Regions from separate parts of the Ovis aries genome. Here region 1 is linked to region 2. A link is a contact called in public Hi-C data. All regions are on one chromosome and are shown on one strand. The core of a region is the stretch at or near the end of the contact, and the rest is flanking DNA. Distances in the headings are between cores, read along the strand shown.

What was found. A called contact is a pair of places that touch in the nucleus more often than the background predicts.
Region 1: a contact with region 2 is called in a Hi-C map of liver, with 1.9 times the contacts expected there. The contact joins the enhancer-like site here to the promoter of LOC105612366 in region 2. A contact is called at or near these places in 3 of 16 Hi-C or Micro-C datasets (liver, muscle and tail adipose tissue).

What each region holds. Positions count from the first base shown.
Region 1 is chr11:7,990,458-7,997,795 of ARS-UI_Ramb_v3.0, forward strand. The region is part of intron 6 of MSI2 (musashi RNA binding protein 2); the gene reads left to right. Among named protein-coding and RNA genes, the nearest start is that of MSI2, 210 kb to the left of the region's middle. Within about 2 kb of position 5,729, at least 2 of the 54 cell types and tissues checked have an H3K27ac peak or open chromatin away from gene starts, as enhancers often do. A contact at or near this core is called in liver, where this site is marked.
Region 2 is chr11:7,783,963-7,790,598 of ARS-UI_Ramb_v3.0, forward strand. It overlaps LOC105612366, which reads right to left and starts at 1,876. Exons shown (of 5, transcript XR_009595304.1): 1 at 1,211-1,876; 2 at 349-498. MSI2 (musashi RNA binding protein 2) reads left to right here and starts at 2,152. Exons shown (of 14, transcript XM_060394731.1): 1 at 2,152-2,225; 2 at 2,518-2,558; 3 at 2,887-2,968; 4 at 3,686-3,770. The coding sequence starts at 2,164.

The sequences.
Region 1 (7,338 bases), core at 4,479-6,978, 210 kb after region 2:
GAGGCCTCTGGGTAACTGGCGTGCCTTCCTTCCTTTGCTAATCAGAGGAGTGCCTCGCTCTCATCCTGCTGCACTCAGCATCATGCCCCCCAGCACGCAGACACGTGTTCCTGGTCCGTTGCCTTCCTGTGTGCCCGAGTGGATAAAGGAGCTTGGAGAGGAGCCAGGTGGCCCTCCCCCCGAGGTCCTTCTCTCCCAGCATCTCAGTGAACGTCCCTGGGTCTCGGGATAAAGGAGCTGCTGTTTCCCAGCTGTGCATGCTCTCTCTCACTTGGATTTCGGTGGGCCCCAGGCCTGAGCTCTGGGAGGGAGGCAGGGGGGCCCTGGATCTGCCTGCTGTCTCCCTTCCACTGGAACCCTGGCCTGCTCAGTTCCTCTCATGGGTTGTTTTCCATGTGGAGTGCTAAGCCCGTATTGAGAGGGGGTGGACTGCAGGGTGATGGACTCAGCGCCGTGTTTAGAGAGGTAGGCTTGGCTGGCCGAGTAGGGAGAGGCTTTGTCTGAGTGGCACCAGTAGTTTTGAAATGACTTGAAAAAGTTTGACCTTGGGGAATTTCCACTGTGAGTAAAACCTAGAAGATTCTCAGAGTTTTGAGAAAGCCACTAGTTTCTGTCTGCACCATCTACCGCCTCAGCTGCTGTCTTTGGTTCCTTGCGAGGCTGTCTCTAGTTCAGGTCCTGGTCGCCCATCACCCCAGGACTTTTGCCCCAGCCTCCAGCTGGTGCGGTCTCCTCCCCTGCAGATACTCTGTTCTCCTCAAACCTTGCCTTCACAGACGTTCCAGGGGATTCTCTCAGCTGGCCTTCCAGCCAGAAAGGGAAGCCAGTGCAGGCCCGCTGCTTTTCCAGCTGCTTCTCTGTCGATGCCGCAGTGAGAGCTCTCTGCTCCAGGCCGCTGGTCTGCCCGGGGTCCCAGGCAGCGTGTCTGATGTGCCCAGTTCGGAGTGGTCCCCCACCTCCATCTCGGCTAACTTGGCCCACCCTTCAGAGCCAGTTCTGTTCACTCACCTGCTATATTATCCAGACAGGACACCCTTCTTTGTCATGTATTGGGCACTTACTTCTTAGAGTGGAATATTCCTTCCATACTGAGTAGATTTTTGTCCTGAATATCTTCTATTTTCGTCACCTCCACGGTGTCCCCACATTGTCTCTTGGGCTAAATTTGGTTCAGTCTAACAAACGCACAATGGTCCGTGAATATTTTCTGGTCTTTTTAGTTGATATTGGGGATGGGGCGGGAAGCTGAGTGAGCAGAGTGCCCTGCATGATTCCCGCTCCTTCCTCTCTCCCTGAGGTTGGCCCTGCAGGGCCTCCTGCTTCAGCATGGCAGGAAGACCTCTGGAGCTTGCTGAAAGGTCCTGGGTTCAGAGCTGAATCGGTCCCTGTTCCATCGTCAGATACCACGGAGGCCTGTGAACACTGCCCACCAGGTCTGAGGCCTTGTGTGGAAGCTCCGCAGCCTCCCTCTTAAGTGGTGTGGCGTCTTTGCTTCCTGACCTGACCTACCCAAAAGATGCCCCCATCTTGCACCATAGGAGTGTTTCTCTGGAAAGAAAAAGTTAGTTTTTTTGAGGAAGCAACCTGGAATCATTTTAAGCATGTGATATTGTGACAATCATTTTCATTACCGTCATATTTCTGTTGAACGTGATTTGGTGCCTTTTTCCAAAAATCTAAGTGAGAGCACGGAGGAAGCGTATCGTTTGGAGGAGAGCCAGCCCCAGCCCCTTGACACGCACCTGTTTGTCCTGAGCTCCTTTTCCTAAGCAGGGAAAATAAGGTCGATCCCTGTCTGGGTTTCATCAGAAACTGGTTTGTTGCTTCCTCTTGAAATAAATTGCTCTTGATTCAAATGACCTCAGGTCCTGGGGCAGTGCAAGCGTGGGTCGTGAGGGTCTGTGGCAGGCGTTAGGCCGAGGCCTCCACAGGTGTTGTTTAAACCTTGTCCAGAGCCCATGGGTGGTGGATGTTGTCTGTCCCCTCAAAGGGGCCTCTTGGCTGGGGGCCGAGGTGAGCCATGCAGCTGGGGCTGCGTTCCGCCCTTGTTAGCCTGAGGGCCCGTCCTGTCCTGAATTCCCCTCTTCTCCACCCGCTCCTCCTCTCTCTCCTTGATGGGGTTGGAGCAGCCCAGAAACCCAAGCTGTCCTTGCAGCGCAGCCCCTTCCTGTAAGACTGGAAGAACCCGCGGCTTTACCGCGATGCTCCTAGAGAATGTTTGCTCTGCTTTGAGCCCGGTAGGTTTCTAACGTCGGTCAGGCGGCTTCAAAATCATAAGGTTGATTTGGAAAATTGGCACCTTATGGCTCAACAACGGGGATACGGTTTGTGAAATTGGACCTGGGAGGGGGCACGTGGGTGTGCGTGGTGACCTCTCCCCAGCTCAGCTCACTGCAGCCACCGAGAGTGGGGTCTCCCCTAATGAGGGGAGAGGATCTGTCACTCGGCATTTCTCAGCTGAGGCCCAACATCCAGTGGCGGCCACAGTGGGGAGACTTCTGGCTGGGATTTCTCCCCACTGGCCTTTAAAAGGCCAGGGCCTGAGAATTCGTGAAAAATTAATGGAGTCTCTGTGGGTTCTCTGCACTTGCTGGGAACCTCGCTTCTCCCAGGCCCACTGTGGTTTCACAGCATAATAGCTGCTCAGCAGCTGGTCTTTTGTATGCAAATATGACCTAAAGAAGTGTGGGAGGCAGCGGTCCATTGTTGCCCAGGCTCTGCGATTTCAAACAGACGCACGGCTTTTAAAATATTCCAGACAGATATTGAAAATGTCAGCAGCAGCTTTCTCCCACTTACTTCTTGCCCGGCGCTCTTTCTCTTCTCCTCCTCCCCTGCCACCCACCTCACCATAAAATATAATCAAAAAGCTAGTAAATAATTTAAAGAATTGCCTCAAAGGATTTTCAGACTAGAAAGAGACTCCCTTCTCTGGTTTAAGTTGGGAGAAACTGTTTTCATTTTTTTTTCCCAAGATATTTAAAATATTCAGGAGTGTCCCACAGGGTCTTGAACTCATAAGTGTCTGCATTTTTCTCACTATACTCTCATTTCCTCTTTTCTTTATTGAATTTTTTTTTTTTTTTTTTAGGTAGCTGTCGGCAACATTTAGGTCCACCTTTCAAATGAAAATCATATTTGAGATACTGGTCTTAAGTCAGACCAACCCAAGTTTTCATTCATCTGAGTTCTGGGCCCTCTGCTGTTTAGTTTAATGAGACGGTGGAGTGAATCTTCGGTGCTGTGATTTTTCATCCTGTTAACTCTTTTCAAAAGGGTCCCTTATCTTGTGAGCAGAGAGGAGTGATGTCCTATACGTGGGATCACTGTATATCTTCTCTCTGAAGCTTAGTCAGTCAGGAGCGGACTTTCAATCCCTGCCTGTTCGCTGTAAGAAGGGAGGGAGACGGCCAGGCCTTTGGCTGGCCAGAAGCTTAGACCTGGATGCAGGTGTACAAGTTGGGAAAACCTCAAATCCACCCAATTCTCACCCCCTAAAGACAGGCAATGCCCTTGGAAGAACTGTCAAAGAGACATGCGCTTCTGTGTCTCTTAAAAGTCGTAGGGCCAAGAGTCTGGCTGGCCACTGGGGATTATGGTACCTGGGAGATCATCGTCCGTCTTCATAATCAATATTAAGTGGATGAAAGGAAGAGACAGAGGAAAATGAGTGGGTGGGTGAATGGACAGAAGGAAAACAAGGGAGGACAGATGGACGGATGGAAGGAAGGAAGGATGGACGGATGGAAGGACAGATGGAGGAAGAATGGCCAGATGGATGGGGGAAGAGAGACAGATGGACGGATAGACAGGCATGTGAAGGGTGGGGGAGTGGCTCATGGAGGGAAGGATAGGGGGATGGTGGGTATCTGGTTTCCCTGTTAGTGTCTGTCCTGTTCTGCGATTTCAACCAGACGGCGTTCCTCAGGCCTGCTCCCGGAAGCTGGGGAGAAGTCACCCAGAACTCTGGTGCCAGAGGATCCTTACAACATCCCGTGCATTAATATTCATAGGGGCTGCTACTGGCCGACCCGCCTAGGAGGCCCTTCTCTTGGCGTTCCTTTCCCGTCACGAGGACAGTGCTGGACCCTGCGGCCATCGCCCCCTCCCTGCAGGGCCTGCATGCCGGCGGCTCGTGCTTGGGCTATCTGGCAGCCCTCTGTCAAAGGACCAGGTGTGTCCTCCCTGGCCTAGCCAACAGATGCCACACCCTTGGCACTGTGCCCTTTAGTTAAAGCACTTGCTTCAAGGCCAAGAGTCAAAGGCATAGACTCTAGAGGCAGATGAGCTGAGCTTGGATTCCTGGGGCCACTTGCTACCGATGCGACCTTAGGAGACTTATATAACCTCTTGGAGCCTCAGTTTTCCCATCTGTAAAATGGGGTAAATCATCTCTCTACAAGGGAATTATAAGGATTAAATGAGATGTTGCATACCAAGCCCTTTAAAACCAGTGCCAGGCATGTGGCACACCCTCCAGGCAGCACATGTGACCCGTGGCTTTGCTGTCACAGAACTGAAGGGACTGTCACCTCCCAGGGAAGAGGTAGAAAGAATCCCGGGCTGCTGAGACGATGGCGCCAGCAGTCTCTCCTTCCTGGCCTGTGCAGGCACACAGCTTGCCCAGGGGCCTTGAGGTGTCCTCAGGCCTGGAGGGCGGGAGGGGCAGGCAGCACACGTGATCGGTTTAGCTGGGGCTGTTCGGAAGGCATCTCGCAGGCCTCATCTGGGCATCTTCCCTGGCTCTGGTGCAGTTTCTGGTGGATGGATGGAGGGAAGGAAGGACAGATGGGCGGATAGAAGGGCTCTGGGAAGATACTGAAGCGGCCAACATCTTTCCCGTCCCCTTTTCTTCTTGTAAATGACCATCTGTCCGTCTCTCCTCCCTTGAAAGCAGAAACCCGGACCTCTCCCCTGAGGTTGGGTCCCAGACACAGCCTGCCCGGGGTCGGCTCCCGCAGCCTTTCCGCCCTGGAGAGAGGAGGCTGTTTCCAGGCCCGAGGCAGCCAAGGGAGAGAGTGGCCGCCTCCAGCCAGAGCCCTCTCAATCTCCCAAATCTCCAGCGAGCCTGGCCTCGTCTGCTCTGCAGAGCCTTCCAGAAAAGTGAGAAGCTGAGCACTTTCTGCCTCCACCCCTGGCTCCGGCTCTTTTCTCTTTTTCAGCCCCTAAGACGGGAGGTGTGAAGACCATGATCTGTAAGCATAAAGGATTTTTAAACTAAACAAGAAAACCAATTATTTTTCTAACTGCTTCTCTCCTTCAAATCTTTCACTGTAATGGAGATTTAGAATCCATCGCAGTTGGGCTATTATTTCTGTGTAAACAGTGTCATGCCCTATTGCACCAAGCAAACAGTCAATTTTTTCCATTACCCTTGGACACAGATGACGACGGTGCCCAGTTGGTGTCACCCCGGCAGGTTTTGGTTGATGGGGAGCGCCTGACCGTGGTCAGAGGTGAGGAAAGGGTTAAGGCCTGCCGGGGGAGTTTTGATCTTACCCAGCTCTCACCTCTTTGGCTGTAGAGCTATACTTTCATCTTCGGGCCCTGGCTTGTGAACCTCCCATCTCCAGAGCTGGGAACGTGGGAATGGGAAAGGGTTGATGGGGCTCTGGGGCTGAAGCGAGAGTGCTGAGGGTCCAGCTGGCTCTAAGCAGCTGGGGCTTGGCGGGTCTCCGGTCTGCCCTGTCCCCAGCTCCCCGCCTCTTGCAGGCAGTCCTGCTGGCGAGGCCTCTGTCCAGGGCACCTCTGATTGTGCATCCCGTGGCTTGTGTCCCAGGGATAAAGTCCAGACAGCCTGCAGGGCGCCCGTGCTCCCGCCCTTCGGTACCCCCCGGGACCCCTCCGCCCCTTCTACCCCGCCCCTCCGGCAGCTCCCTCACTGAGTCCCTCTACGTCCTGCCCTCTGCCCAGAACATTCTTCCCGCCTCTCTGCTCCCCTGGCCTCAGGCCTCTTTATCCTCCAGTGCTATGTGCTTGGCCGCTCTGTCTTGTCCAGCTCTTCGCGACCCCATGAACTTAGCCCGCCAGGCTCCACTGTCCATGGGACTCTCCAGGTTGGAATACTGGGAGGGGTGGCCTTTTCCTTTTCCAGCGGGGTCCTCCGCCAAACAGGGATCAAACCCTGGTCTCCCGCACTTCAGGCCGCTTCTTTACCGTCTGATCCCCCAGGGAAGCCCCCAGGGCCAACCCCAGATGCTGCCTCCCCCAGGAAGCCTGCCTTCACCCCAAGCCTGAGTGTGTGCCTGTCCCACGCTGCTGGGGTTCGTATTGCAGTTCCGGGTCTGTCTCCTGCAGTCACGGGGGAACTCCTTGAGGGCAGCTCTATATCCACGTGCCCAAGCGGCTGTTGGCGGGCGGTCCCTCCCCCGTGAGTATTTGCAGGAGTGAACGAGTCCCCAGGCTGGGCTGGCAAGGAAGGTGCGAGCGCCTTGAGGGCCACTGCTTGGGCAGACAGGGTGGCGTGCCTGGCCGCCAGCAGGTGCCACGGGTGGAAGGCGCCGGAGCAGCGGGACACTGGAGCCGGGCCGCCCGCATCCAGGTCTCAGCCCCTCCGCTGTGATGTGAGGCAGTCGCTTTGGTTCTCTGTGCCTTGGAGCCCTTATATGCAAAATGGGGCCAACCACCGAGCTGAGGTCATGGGGCTGTGACGAAGGGTCGGCACACTCACAGAGGGTGAAGCCCGCAGTGTGTCGCCGGTCCAGGGTGATCTGAGCCAGGGCAGGGGCTGCGTCTCTCCCTCAGCCGCCTTGGGGCTGCTGAGGGCCAGGCTTGGAGCAGAAGGCGAGGCCCTTGCGTGAGACGTGCTTGAACACGCTATGGACCCCCCACCCCCACCCCGGTGACCCCTTGGATGGTGTCTGTAGCCTCCTGCAAGTGGCCCCAGATGGCCCCAGACTCCCCGTCTCACTCACGCTGCCGGCTGGCTGCTGGAGAGTGCAACCCCTGTGCTGCCTTCAGCTGAGGCTTCTCGAGTGGGGCTGGCTCTGCCAGCACACTCAGCCAGTCCACTGGGGGCATTTATGGAGCGCCTTCTGTGCACAGGCTGCGCTCACAGAGGACCTGTTTAGCATGGACGCCTTAAACAGCACATCCGATCTGCTCTATGATCCCAGGCGGGCATTCGTCTTGTTTCTCTCCAGATGAAGCAGTAGAGCCAGGGAGTAGCTCAAGGCCGTGCAGCTGTGGACCCCTCCCTGCTTCGCGCCCCAGGAGACAGGAGGGAGGCCGACTGTCTTGAGTCACAAAATGCCTAGTCCTCTTGCAGAGTTTTCCAGGGGCTCGTCCTCTAAGCAGTCGGGAACAGGAGAGGGAGGCGGCTTCTCTGCTTCCTGGTGG
Region 2 (6,636 bases), core at 626-3,125:
TTGTATGAAGTAATGATTGATATGATTTGGGCCACCTGACGCAAAGAACTGACTCACTGGAAAAGACCGTGATGCTGGGAAAGATTGAAGGCGGGAGAAGAAGGGGACAACAGAGGGTGAGATGGTTGGATGGCATCACCGACTCAATGGACATGAGTTCGAGTAAACTCTGGGATTTGGTGATGGACAGGGAGGCCTGGCTGTGCTGGGGTCCATGGGGTGGCAAAGAGTCCGAAACGACTGAGCAACTGAACTGAACTGAACTGAATTATTGATAATAAGCACAACCCATATAGGCATGCAGTGAAAAAGGGACTTTTACGTGTTCATTTCAATCACTTCGCTCACCCTATCAAGTCTGTAAAGGACAGAATTACCCCAATTGAGGAGACAGGGAGATCAAGGCTTTGGTTGATGTTGGGATTTTTCATAGTCCGCTTTTCCAAGACCCACAGCAGACCTGCTGCAGTTTTGGTGTTGAGTGTACCTCCTTGTGTCCTAATCCCAGGAAAATGAACGGAAAAGTGTTAATTGGGCATCAATTCATGCTTAACATTAATTTAGTACTTGATGAACCACAACTTTATGTTGCCCCTCATGCCACGTTAACTCAATTTATTGTAATAATTTAAAACAATAAGGATAATTATATCCTTATTGTTTTAAATACTCTATAAATTGAATCCAGCCTGAATTTGGCTAGTCTGAAATCAGCTGGAGAAGCGTGCCATGTTTCTGGGAAGCTACAAAATCGGTTTTTAGAAGTTTTCAGTGCCGGCAAAGATCAACACCAGCATTTATTAAGCGTCTACTGCGCGCCAGGATCTGTGCGGCACCACACTGCTCCCAAAGTGGCGCGGGTGTGTTTGAAGCCCTCTGCCACCGTCAGCCACATCCCCAGATGGTGGGGGGCTTGGGCTATTTACGTCTTGTGTATTTTACTATCTCGGCATAGAAACAGAATAAAACAATTATCTATCTATCTATCTATCTATCTATCTATAAAGCACAAACTGGATGGAGAGGGGTTTTCTGAAATAACCACCCTTTCCGGCCCTCCCAGAGATGCTCTCAAAACTATTTCTTACTATACAAAAAATTTTGATTTAAACTCCAATCATTTGACCTTGACCCCTATAAACCTATTTTATTATATTTTTTAAAGCGCCGTCTGATTAACGCGGAAACCCTTCCTTCGGCCTTTTCTCACCACTGGAATCGCGTCCGTTTCCTCAAAGTTCCAAAATAACCTTCCCCGGGCACGGATTCGTACCTCTGCCGGGGAAGGGCGGGGAGCCGCGCAAGACGTGCCGGTGTGGATCGAGAGCCAGACAGAACTTCCAGCGCGAAAGGAAAATAAAACTTGTGGCTGGGGTTTGTGCGGAGGGTGTCCGCACCATCCTGAAAGCCCCCCGCCCCTCGTCCTGGGGGTCTCCGGGAGCGCCCGAGGAGCGCCAGGGTTTGGGTTTGATCCCGACGTCCTTGACCTAAATTTCTGCGCGGCGGCTGGAAAAAAGGGCGCAGAGGCGGGCGGGCGGCGGTTGCCATCCCCGGATCCGGGCGGCCGGGGACCGGGAACTTGGATGGAGAGGCCGAGCCGGAGAGGTGGGGGGCGTCTCGTCCCCGGCTCGAGCGAGCAGGCAGGCAGGCAGCGAGCTCCCCGCGCCTCCCCCTTTCCCGGCGCGCCCGCCCCCCGGAGCCCATGTGACCCCGGGGAAGTCGGGGTGCGCCCCCCCCCAGCGGCCGGCCCGCCCGGAGGCGGGGCCCCCGCGGTCGCGGGGCGCGCGGGCCGCCCCCCGAGTCCGGGCGCGGGGGCCAGGGGAGCGCGCGCGGGCCGGCGGGCGGGGTCCGCGGGGGCCGTGACGTCAGCGGCATTGGTTACACGACGTTCTAGAACCCCGCCCCACGTGCGCGGGGGGCGGGGGGGGCGCGGGGGCGGGGCGGGGGGTGTGCGAGCCGCGGGCCCGAGCGGAGCCGAGCCCACGTGTGACGGCTCTCGGCGCGGCCCCGGCTCCGCCGCTCGCGGGGACTCGGAGAGCCGGGCGGGGGGAGGAGGCGGAGGGCGGAGGGAGCGGGAGGTCTCGGGCTCGGGGCCGGCCGCCGCTGCGCTCCGATCGCCGCGCGGCTCGGTGTCCGGGGGTGGGGGGGGGGGGGGGCGCAGCTATGGAGGCCAACGGGGGCCCGGGCGGCTCGGGCGGCGCCAACGACTCGCAGCACGACCCCGGGTAAGTTTCCAGCCGCTGCGCCCCGCGCCTCCCCGGCTCGCTCCCCTGGCCGCGGCGGGGCCGGCGGAGCGCGGCGCCCGGCCCCTCCGGAGCCCTCCCCCGGCCCGCCGGCAGCCCCCCCCCGGGGAGCCGCGCACCTCGGGGTGGCGTTCGGCCGGCGCCCGCTCCCCCAGCCCACCTCCCGGCTCCCGCTCGCGCGCTCCCCCCCGCTCTCCTTTAGCTTTTGTAAGTTACACGTCAAAATGGCCGATCTGACATCGGTGCTCACTTCTGTTATGTTTTCTCCCTCCAGTAAAATGTTTATCGGCGGACTCAGCTGGCAGACCTCACCAGGTAAGGGAGGGAGGGGGGCACGCCCGGGTCCCCCCCCTTCTTGGCTTCTTTATTGCTCTTTGTTATCCTGGTGTAGGAACCCCCCCCCCCGCCATTGGCTCCCCACTTCTCCTGTGCAAGGTTATTTTTTTAAATAGCAAATCCTTTCCGAGCCCTCTACGCGACCTCTGTTGCCGAATTTCCCCCGCGTGTGCAAAAAAACCCCCAGAATAACAACAGAAAACTACTTTTGGGTTTTGTCCTTGATCAGAATTTGCATTGCTTTTTTTTTTTTCCACACCTTCTCTCCCCCCCCCCCCCCCCCATCTCTCTCTTTCTCTCTCTACAGATAGCCTTAGAGACTATTTTAGCAAATTTGGAGAAATTAGAGAATGTATGGTCATGAGAGATCCCACTACGAAACGCTCCAGGTAAACCATCCCCTTCTGGATTTTGTCTTTATTTCAGAACAAAGTTTAAGTGTTATTTTTGGAGGTGTCTTCGGAAGTAGCTAAGCGGATTTAGAACGGGGCTCAGGCATGTGGCTGGTTTCGAACGTCGCTCCATCTCCCCCCGCCCCTCCCTTCCCATTAACCCCAAAGGTTATTGTTAATTGGTGCTGAACTCTGGATACAGGGATGTCCACATCTGCGCTTTAAGTCATTTTCCCCTTCGCTTCTTTTTCTCCCGTTTCAAATGACATTCAGCTTCATTCACTTTCCACATAGTTTTTTTTTTTTTTTTTTTTAATGTGTGCACTCGCGGCGCCCCGAACTCTTAAGCCCCCCTCTTAGAAAGCTGGTTGTGTCTCCTCTGAGTGCCGGGGCTTGTTTGGAATAAAACAAAGCGTTAAAGAAAGGGAAGGGGAGGGGGGAGGAGGAGAGAAACTGAGGTGGGCAAGGAGTGGGGACACCGGCGTCCCCCAAGTTACCTCCGCGCGCCCCGCCCCCGCCCTACTGCCCCCTTCAGCCTTGGTGTGTTTCCTGCGGGGCCCTGGGGGGCTGAAGGCTTGGGGGATGGGGAGGACGGGGGAGCGGGGGGTGTGGGGGCCCCTTGGCTCTGCGTTCTGCAGCGAGGGCTCACTCCTGGCCGCTCCCGATGGTGCCACATTCTCTTGTTTGTGTCTCCCCCTCTTTGTCTCATTTCAGAGGCTTCGGTTTCGTCACGTTCGCAGACCCGGCGAGTGTAGATAAAGTGTTAGGCCAGCCCCACCACGAGTTAGACTCCAAGACGGTAGGTGCTGCCTCTCCGTGTGGTCGCGCGCCCCCTTTCCAGGACCGCCCGGGCCCTGACAGCCCCGTTTAAAGAGACAGCGCCCTCTCTTGCCTCTGCTCAGAGCCGGGCGCGCTGCAGCAGAGCTCGTGTGGGTTCTCAAGTTTGCCGCCGCCGCGGGGGTTTGGGGGTTTCTTTTCAGGGTCTGCCCCCCGCCCTCCGCAGCCTCACCCCCACGATGCTGCCAGGCCTCGGCTTGGGGGAGGGGTCGGCTTGGCGAGAGGCTACCTTCCGGATCAACAAGACCCTGAAAAGAAACTCCAGCACCCGGCCGAGGCAACTTTCCTTTGTCAGCCGAGCCCTGCCCGCGTTTCCCCAGTGTGGCCGTTCGAATTGGCTTATAGAAGGCACACACGGCCGGTCTCAGGGCCGCCCGGGGGGCCGGGGGGCGCTAATCACTGTCCAGGCAACAGGTTCCTGGGGGGCACTTGGGATTCGGAATTCGGTTTGAGAAGGGCAGGAGACCTCCCAGAGCGAAGCCGGGCGTCCAGTGGGTGACTCCAGATGGTGTGAAATCTAAGGCTGATAAGGGATAAGGCCTTGGGTATCAGTGTTTTGTTTTGTTTTCTCCTTTCCTTTCTCAGATCCTTTAAGTTGTAGGTGGTTTTTCCGCGTGAGAAGGTTTTCAGATCCAGTCTTGAGGGGCTATGGGTCTCTAAGGTCAGAAGAGGAAGGGAAGACGCTACCAGTGTATGAGAATACATTTAGTGGCGAGAGGAGAGGAGTTCTTGCCTTTTACTGTGGCTCCTCTGCCTTCCCTGTCTGGCTACTAGAAGTTCCGCAAGGTCTTTGTACTGCTGCCCAAGGCAGGGGCCCTGAGGCTGCTGGGGACTCACCTCTCCGTAATGGGCCACTGGGTCAGGGCAGGGAATCAGGTTCTAGGCCCAGCTGTCCGAGCAGAGCTTGGGCAAGCTGTTCCCTGCCTCTAGGCCTCAGTTTCCTCTTCTGTAAAAGAAAAGAGGAGAAAAAGTGATCTTTTCAAATCCCTCTTGACTTTTAACACTGAATAGAGAAGAGAAAAACCTGGCCACCTTTGGTGACCCTGAATTGATTTTGCAGATTCACCGTGTCTCTGATCGGAGGTCAGAGGCGTACCTCCTACTGCCTCCTGCCCCAAGAAAAGACCCCCCACATTCCAAGTTGCTTTATTAACAGAGCTAGACTTGTCCTAGCTTGTGGCCCAGCCTTTTTGCACTTTGAGGTCATCTAGTTTCAGGGACAGTCGTTTGCAGGGTGATAACGGACCTATGAAGGATTTTTTAATCTCCTAGACTTCTCGGCTAGACATTTCACGAAGCTAATAAAATTAAAGAGGAGAGATGTTTCAGGGTAAATTTGGTAATTTATTATCCACCCCTCTGCCCACCCTACAGGGGAGAAATAGCATTTGGTTTCTATGGTGGCTGGTGGGTCGTCTCCCTCCGTATCAGATGGATAATTGTTTGTAGACATGTTTTGGTCACTATTATTTAGTGTAACCTAGCTTTTGACTTTGTTTCAACGTTCAGTGCAGGAGGCAGACGCGGTTGGTTTATTGACATGGAAACGAGGATCTTGTTTACCGTTACCTTAAAAGCTTTGTTTAGGTAACGGCCATTCACATCCAAAATAGTACCCTAGTTTTTTCCTAGAGGATTTGTAGCTACAGTAAGTAGAGCTGTACCTAACTAACTAATGTTTTCATTTTTGGTAGTTTTCTTTTTCGTTCGTTTTTTAAAAAATAGTTGACAGGGATGTACAAAAGGTTGGGATTTGCCATTTTTCTCTTGACCTGTCCTCTCCATTTGAGGTCTCAGCGTGTACACTTGACCCATGGAAGAACTTTCACTGTGGTATAACACGCTGTTACCAGCACCCGATACCGGAATTCTGAATTGGCTTCTAGTTTTGTAATTTTAGATATATATATATATATATTTTTAAGCGCTCTGCTTTCTTTACTTCTCCCTACCTTCCTCCAGCTCCTGGCCTTTTCCTCTTGACATATTCCTCACCCTTTTACCCCACAAACAAGGTGCTTGTTGCAATTGTGTGCTGATCAACTTAAAAAAACCCACACACAACAACTTTGGGGGAGTGTTTATGAAAAGACATATCTGTCTTATGTTTGGTCAACAACATGGAAAATCCACATCTGTTGTATTTCTCCTGTCGACAGCTCCTAGTCAGCGCTGAATATACCTGTAGCTGCGGTAATGTTAATCTCCATGAAAGGGTAGTTTCCTAGATTAGAGATTTTTTTGTCTGTTTTAGTTTTTGCAAAGTAATCTCTCATTTCTCAGGTGATGTTTAAAGGTGGAAAGCATGCTGCAGACTTTTATGAGGTCTTTAAACTACCTTAATAAAAGTGGTAAATCTTTATGTCTTACCGCCTAGGTCCTAGGGGATGTTAAGTCTGGGAACCGAATCGGCTCTGGTGTGACTTTCCCCCACTCTGTGCTTTTTCCCAAAGCATTACTCTCCCCTCCGCCCCCGTGGCAGAACTGAAAACAAGGTTGAGATTTACATTTTAAAAGGGGAAAATTTTAATATGAAAGCCAAAGCGGATAAATAACTAACTCGTAGCTGTATTCTTGCCACGCTCTGGGTTTCCCGAAGATTTGTGACATTTAGAAATCTAATGAAAACTAACAGTGGGAATATTTTTTCATTCCTTCCTTCTCCATATTATTTTCTCTCCAGCAACTTTTCCCCTCTCAAATCAGCCTATCAGGCTCAAAAGCTTCTGTGGGAATTGTTTGGGGTTTTAAAGCCAGTCCCTGCTTGAGACCTGCAGATGTCTGACGTGGAGTACAGTTTTTTTTCTCCATTCAGATTGGGGTTGGGG